Linked DNA regions of Zea mays: region 1 is linked to region 2. A link is a contact called in public Hi-C data. All regions are on one chromosome and are shown on one strand. The core of a region is the stretch at or near the end of the contact, and the rest is flanking DNA. Distances in the headings are between cores, read along the strand shown.

What was found. Hi-C and Micro-C count contacts between places; a contact is called where the count stands out from the background.
Region 1: a contact with region 2 is called in a Hi-C map of leaf, with 5 times the contacts expected there. The contact joins the promoter of LOC100280456 here to the promoter of LOC100281806 in region 2. A contact is called at or near these places in 3 of 25 Hi-C or Micro-C datasets (ear, leaf and tassel).

Annotation. Positions count from the first base shown.
Region 1 is chr1:41,298,791-41,302,544 of Zm-B73-REFERENCE-NAM-5.0, forward strand. LOC100280456 reads right to left here and starts at 2,142. Exons shown (of 2, transcript NM_001153376.1): 1 at 1,941-2,142; 2 at 1,355-1,849. The coding sequence starts at 2,068. The coding sequence ends at 1,558.
Region 2 is chr1:41,027,622-41,031,244 of Zm-B73-REFERENCE-NAM-5.0, forward strand. LOC100281806 (Heat shock cognate 70 kDa protein 2) reads left to right here and starts at 1,267. Exons shown (of 2, transcript NM_001154726.2): 1 at 1,267-1,598; 2 at 1,735-3,579. The coding sequence starts at 1,385. The coding sequence ends at 3,470.

The DNA.
Region 1 (3,754 bases), core at 892-3,391, 270 kb after region 2:
CCACGCCTTTCAAAAGTTTAGATAAAGTCTATCCTAAATTATGGGTAGAGGGAGGATGGAAAATGATTTTATACATTAATATTGATTTGAGAGGTAATCATAAGCAAAATATTGATTTTCTATACTATACTTAAAGCATCAGTTTCAACGGTCGTCGTGCGTCATTTTTTTACAAATAATTCCTCACAGCTATTTTAAATTAATCCGCTGCACGTCTATAGATGCCAAACGACAGCTGACATGGGTTAGATGCACGTGGACCACAACTATGGCATAGACAGGACTATGACACAGGCACGTCATGTCGGCATGCTAACTGTGTCGGGCCAGCCCGTTAGTCCGTCGATCCATTTAATTAAATCAGCGTAAAATGTTAAAAAATGGTGCAAGAGGTAGGGTTCGAACCCATGCCCCGATGGAAGAAAGGCGGGAGACACTGGGTTAAACTGTCTAACCAGTAGAACATCAGGTTAAGATGTTTCTAATATTGAATATAAACTGTATATAGGTATATACATTTCTTTTGTAAAATAAAAATAATTGTGTCGGGCCGGACTAGCACTACGGGTCGAGGCTATAGCCCAAGCACGACACGACGTTATTTGCTCTTGCAAGCATTAGATCGTTTGTAAGACCACATTGGCGCAATAGACTACATGGTGTTTGAAGTTTCTGAATTGGTTGGAGCAGCAATGATTTGTCACACTAACAGCAAAATGAAAGGTTATTTGTTGGTTTTAAACGTTAGTAATTGCTACGAAGTAGCATAATTTATATGGAGCGCATCCATTTTTTATTGATGCCTGACTTTAGCAATGACTACATATTTTGATCTATCTTTTTTATAAGTTTGAATTCATTAGACTTATTTTATAAACTTGATCTCACAAACTCTCTTATTTGGACTCTGTATGATGGAATTATGTCATTTTATAATCTATGTTCATTCAGTTAATCGTTGTGAACTCTCTTATAATCGCTCACTTCATTGACCGTGTTGTACCAAGACATATTTGCATGAAATAAATAATAACATCAGTTAGCCAAATCAAAAAATATATTATACAGAGAATGAAGACAATCAATAAAAAATCTTAAATTTTTTTATGGATAGTTTACGTGGGCGGAGACAATCAATAAAAATTCTTGAATTTTTTTATGGATAGTTTACGTGGGTATTGTTGTATGCCGTCGCAACGCACGGTCAACCGACTAGTCTACCATTATATTTGAAACAAATATACATTATATTTGAAACAAATATAAGTATATATTTTTCTACCATTGTATTTGAAGAAATATAAGAACTAAGACACGGATTTAGAAGTCTCTATTCATTAATTGTACAGATCAATGGAAACAGGGACGAGATGGCGCTTTTTGTATTCACTGCTCCACGGTTCCATTTACATCTTCCACGGTCCTACCTCTCCCAAGACAAACATGACCTGCACAACGATTATATTTATTTTTTTGGTACACGTGTAGACGTGTAGTATACGAGACATGCATGGGAAAGGCTGATCGATCGACCGATGGTGATGCAGCGGAATGCGACTACTCTCGCACGTAGCTCGCGATGCGCACGATGTTGCCGTCCATGTCCCGCACGAAGCCGGACTTCTGGCCCCAGGGCTTGTCCTCCGGCGCGCTCACGGCCACGGCCCCGTTGTCCACGGCGCGCTTGTACGCCGCGTCGACGTCCGCGTAGGCGAAGCAGACCTCTACGGAGCCCCTCCCGGCGGCCGACGAGTCCGGCAGCTGCACCGCCCCCGACAGCTCGTCCGTCTCCCGCTGGTGCAGCGGCGTGAACGCGATGGTCGTCGCCCCGCTCTCCAGCTCCGCCCACCTGCAAAGTAAACCCAGAAAGGCGCGCAGATGCGGCAGATTAGGCGCGCATCCGGATCAGGCGGGCACAGGCGCGCGCGCACGCGTTTTACTTGCGGGACTGGTCGAGGCGGCGGACGGTGTAGCCGAAGGCGGCGTCGTAGAAGGAGGCGGCCTTCTCCACGTCCCTCACGTACAAGATGATGTAGGCCAGTTTGGGTTTCGGGCCACCGGAGGCCATGGCTCGTTGCTTCTTCTTCCTAGCGCTCCTTTGCAACTAAATGTTAGCTTGGTGCCCTCCAGTCCAGAGTCCAGACGGCCTGAGCCCCCTGCCCCGCCCTTTTATGCACGCGGGCGGCAGGTTCCACGGCGTGGGACGAGGTGGCACGCATGCAAGCGGCGAGATGCCCGCTAGCTTCCACGTTGTCACCGTTACTCGGTGCCTCGGTGTCACATGCGACATATTAGGTAATCCTGTGTACGATTTCCTTTCCGATTCATGTATGTATATTTCTTCAACTATTTTTAGCTAGCTAGAAAACTGCGCTGAGACAAATACTAGCTGCAGCGGCATACTTTAACAACTACGCCCCTCCGTGCCCCGTGTACAGGCTGCGTCTAGTGCATCATCTCGCTATTTTCGCCGCCACCGCCGGGGCCGGGAGCATGCTGCTGTTGCCGTCCGGGACGACTTCGCAGGTAAGGCCGACTTGTCCCCGCGCGCCGGTTGTCGACTCTCTGCTGCCGTCAACGCATGGTACTCGTCACCACCTATCTCCAGCCAGATCCATGCTTGTTCAGATCAGTTCCTCCACCCTCCCAAGTCCCAACCCCAGATTGGGGGCTACAGCATGTGCTCGCTCCTCCGCTGGGCCATCAAGCTCGAGGAAGGAGACCCAGTATTGCCACTCCGCCATTCATCTGCGCTCAGCTCGTGGAAGGAGAGCAAGACACCAGAGTGGAAGGAGAGCATCTGCCCGGCCTCAAGCCCACCGTTCGAGCTCGCCGAGTGCTCGTTCTCGAGCGCATGTCCCTTCATGTAGGGCCGCACTCCTACCTAGATTGGCTACCGTCATCGATGACAGTGGCCGATCTTAGTGCTAACAGAGGCCTCGTCTCTAGCAGGAGCCGTCATCTGGGCTACCCGTTATCACCGGACACGTCGTCGTCAAAAGTACTCCCTCTTCAGACCATATTGCCAATGTCATCGGATGTTGTTGCAAAGAGCAAGTCAAAGAGGAGCTTTGACTTCGAGAGGTGGGCTCGGCCAGGTGTTATCGCTACCTCGCACATGATCACCAAGTTAGCTCACGCAAGAACTTTCTTCCGTTGCATTCGGTGTCGCTGCCTTGGTCATCAGGAGCGGCATTGTCACTTTCGGTCTTCCTCTCGTGCTCGTCGAGTTAAGTCCTCTGTCCAATGTGATCATCCTGAACAATCAGGGACTTGGAGTACTGAGGTAGTGGCCAAGTCTTCGCCAAGTACGTTGTTGTCAGCTGACACCGTCGCCAAGTCTCAATCACATGGACATCTCAATCCCCCGTCGGCTTCTCAACCATCGGTTTCCGTGGTGAGGACGACGATCATGTTTGTCGTTGGTGTTGTGCCTCTCTTGCCTCGACACCTTTGCACCTTCATTCCTTGGTCACCCCTTTGGCCGAGTCGTTGCGGTTAGAGTTTCAACATATGTTTTCAGCTTGTTTGAAGGAAGTGTTTCAACCTGTCAAGGAGGAGGCTTCTATCATCAAGGTGTGGCTACCATGTGTGGCCAACTATTTGGATCATGGGGAGGCGCATGAGAAGCATGCTTCTGTCTCTGACTTGCTCGAGCTCTTTGGCCCATGTTCTCCAGTGAAGCAAGATTCACCATCGTCTATCCTTGCCTCTCTCACGTTGGCCTGCGCGACTATCGACTCCTTGGTGTGTC
Region 2 (3,623 bases), core at 17-2,516:
CAGAGAGATCAACATTAATCAAGCTCGGATGGCTTCTCCGAATGAATTGTTCCACACTCCCCTTTCTGCTGAAGCGTTCGGGCAACTACTTTCACTTCAGGACATTCTAGCTAATCTTCAGTTGCATGATCACAATGATATTTGGCCCTGCAGTGCCTCTTCCAATCTGTTTTCATCTCAGAAGGTTTATTCTCACTTGGTTGGCACCCATCAGTCGCACCCCCTCTTCTCTTGGTTATGGAAATCTAAATGCCAACCTAAACACAAGGTGTTTTTTTGGTTATTGCTCAAAAATAGATTGAATACTCGCTCCTTCCTCAAGCGACGTTCAATGCCTTTGGACTCTTTCACCTGCGATAATTGCATTCTTCAGATTGAAGAGACGGTTATTCATCTCTTCTTCAGATGTAACTTTGCTCGGAGATGTTGGTTACTTTTGGGCTTCCTCCCGCCACGTACAACGGATCTCCTGCATACCTTAATGAGGATTAGAAGGAGATTACAAGTCTCTTGGAGGTTAGAAACTATTATCATTATGACGTGGTGCATCTGGAGGAGCAGAAACAATTGGATTTTCAACGAGATCCCTCCCTCAGTTATTGAGTGCAAGGCTATGTTCAGGAACGAAATTTTCCTGTTGTGTCATCGAGTCAAGCCTAATCTTAAGGAGGAAATTTCCATTTGGTTACATCATTTAGGGCTGTAACTCTTCCCCTGCTTTTTCTTCCCTTTCTTTGTAATTTTCCTTTTCTTCTCATGACTTTGGTTTTTTTTGAGTTAATAAAATTACTGTAGGACCTTCCTACAGTACCTTCACTTTAAAAAAATTTATTCTGGAACAATATATTTTCGGGTTTTTTTAAAATGTTAGTACATGCCACTATACCATGGGCCATGGCACATGATTGGGACTGGGTTACACAAACGGACCCAACTTGAGCAAGAAGCCTCCTACTGGGCTTCCGAATTTCGAAGGAATTCGTAGCTGCTCTGTTCCGGTCAAACTCGGCGGCCTCCGAAATGGGATCGAACCCAACACGGCAACACGCCGAAGCAACGCATGAACCACCAGTCACCGGCGACGCGGGAGGGAAAGTCTCCATTTCGAGAACCTTCCTGTACACTCTAGAATCCCCACCCTCACGAATGGATCCAAGTTCCCCACGACGTGCCCGTGTCGACGGCCGTGACGTGCCGGAACATTCTAGAACCCCTCCCGGCCACACAAACCTTTAAATCCAGTCCCACATCGTCTCCTTCCTCCTCGTCCACCCATTCCTCGTTCTTCCTTAATTCCTCATTTCCTCCACGTACGCGTGCATACTCTGCGAGTCCAGGAGGTATTTTCCCCCTTCTTCACGATACTCTCGACGAGAGCGTCTCCATGGCCGGAAAAGGAGACGGGCCGGCGATCGGCATCGACCTCGGTACGACCTACTCGTGCGTCGGGGTGTGGCAGCATGACCGAGTCGAGATCATCGCCAACGACCAGGGCAACCGTACAACGCCGTCTTATGTCGCGTTCACCGATTCGGAGAGGCTCGTCGGCGACGCCGCCAAGAACCAGGTCGCCATGAACCCCATCAACACCGTCTTCGGTAAGCCGATCATCACCAATCTTTTGTTACGTGCGCTGTTTATCTGTTTGTTCGATCCATTAATACACGGGGTTTGGGTGTGGGTGTGGGACTAATACGCTGTGTGGTTTGTTGATCCGTTTGCGCGCATTTGCAGACGCGAAGCGGCTCATCGGCCGGCGCTTCTCTGACGCGTCGGTGCAGAGTGACGCCAAGCTATGGCCTTTCAAGGTGATCCCGGGCTCCGGCGACAAGCCCATGATCGGGGTGCAGTTCAGGGGCGAGGAGAAACAGTTCTCGGCCGAGGAGATCAGCTCCATGATCCTGAACAAGATGAAGGAGACGGCCGAGGCTTACCTCGGCACCACCATCAAGAACGCTGTCGTCACCGTCCCGGCCTACTTCAACGACTCCCAGCGCCAGGCCACCAAGGACGCCGGCGTCATCTCCGGCCTCAACGTCATGCGCATCATCAACGAGCCCACCGCCGCGGCCATCGCATACGGGCTCGACAAGAAGTCGAGCAGCGACGGCGAGAAGAACGTCCTCATCTTCGACCTCGGCGGCGGTACCTTTGACGTCTCGCTCCTCACCATCGAGGAGGGCATCTTTGAGGTCAAGGCCACCGCCGGCGATACCCACCTGGGAGGCGAGGACTTCGACAACCGGCTCGTGAACCACTTCGTCCAGGAGTTCAAGAGGAAGAACAAGAAGGACATCACTGGCAACCCCAGGGCGCTCCGGCGGCTGAGGACCGCCTGCGAGAGGGCTAAGAGGACGCTCTCCTCCACCGCCCAAACCACCATCGAGATCGACTCGCTCTATGAGGGCATCGACTTCTACACGACCATCACCCGTGCCCGGTTCGAGGAGCTCAACATGGACCTCTTCCGCAAGTGCATGGAGCCCGTGGAGAAGTGCCTCCGCGACGCCAAGATGGACAAGAGCAGCGTGCACGACGTCGTTCTCGTGGGCGGCTCCACTCGCATCCCCCGCGTGCAGCAGCTGCTCCAGGACTTCTTCAACGGCAAGGAGCTGTGCAAGAGCATCAACCCAGACGAGGCTGTCGCGTACGGCGCGGCCGTCCAGGCCGCCATCCTCACTGGCGAGGGCAACGAGAAGGTTCAGGATCTGCTCCTGCTCGACGTCTCGCCGCTCTCGCTCGGCCTGGAGACGGCCGGAGGCGTCATGACTGTGCTCATCCCCAGGAACACCACCATCCCGACAAAGAAGGAGCAGGTCTTCTCCACTTACTCCGACAACCAGCCCGGCGTGCTCATCCAGGTGTACGAAGGTGAGAGGGCCAGGACCAAAGACAACAATCTGCTCGGCAAGTTCGAGCTCTCTGGCATCCCTCCGGCGCCCAGGGGCGTCCCCCAGATCACCGTGTGTTTCGACATGGACGCGAACGGCATCCTCAACGTGTCAGCTGAGGACAAGACAACCGGCCAGAAGAATAAGATCACGATCACCAACGATAAGGGCCGGCTAAGTAAGGAGGAGATCGAGAAGATGGTGCAGGAGGCAGAGAAGTACAAGGCCGAGGACGAGGAACACCAGAAGAAGGTGAACGCCAAGAACACGCTCGAGAACTACGCCTACAATATGCGCAACACCATCAGAGACGACAAGATCGCCTCCAAGCTACCGGAGGACGACAAGAAAAAGATCGATGACGCCGTCGAGGGGGCCATCAATTGGCTCGACAACAACCAGCTCGCCGAGGTTGATGAGTTTGAGGACAAGATGAAGGAGCTGGAGGGCATCTGCAACCCCATCATCGCGAAGATGTATCAGGGCGCCGCTGGTCCTGACATGGCCGGTGGCATGGATCAGGATGCTTCGCCGGCTGGTGGCAGCGGTGCTGGACCCAAGATCGAAGAAGTCGACTAAATGAGGAAATTCTGATATATGTATTTTTTGCTTAAATAATTGCGTCAATTACAAAGTGGATCTTATTATTATTTTTATGCAGTTTTTTTGGCCATACACAGGGCCCCAAGTTCATGTTTAAGTTCATTTTTGCTAGTACGCTGGATATAAACA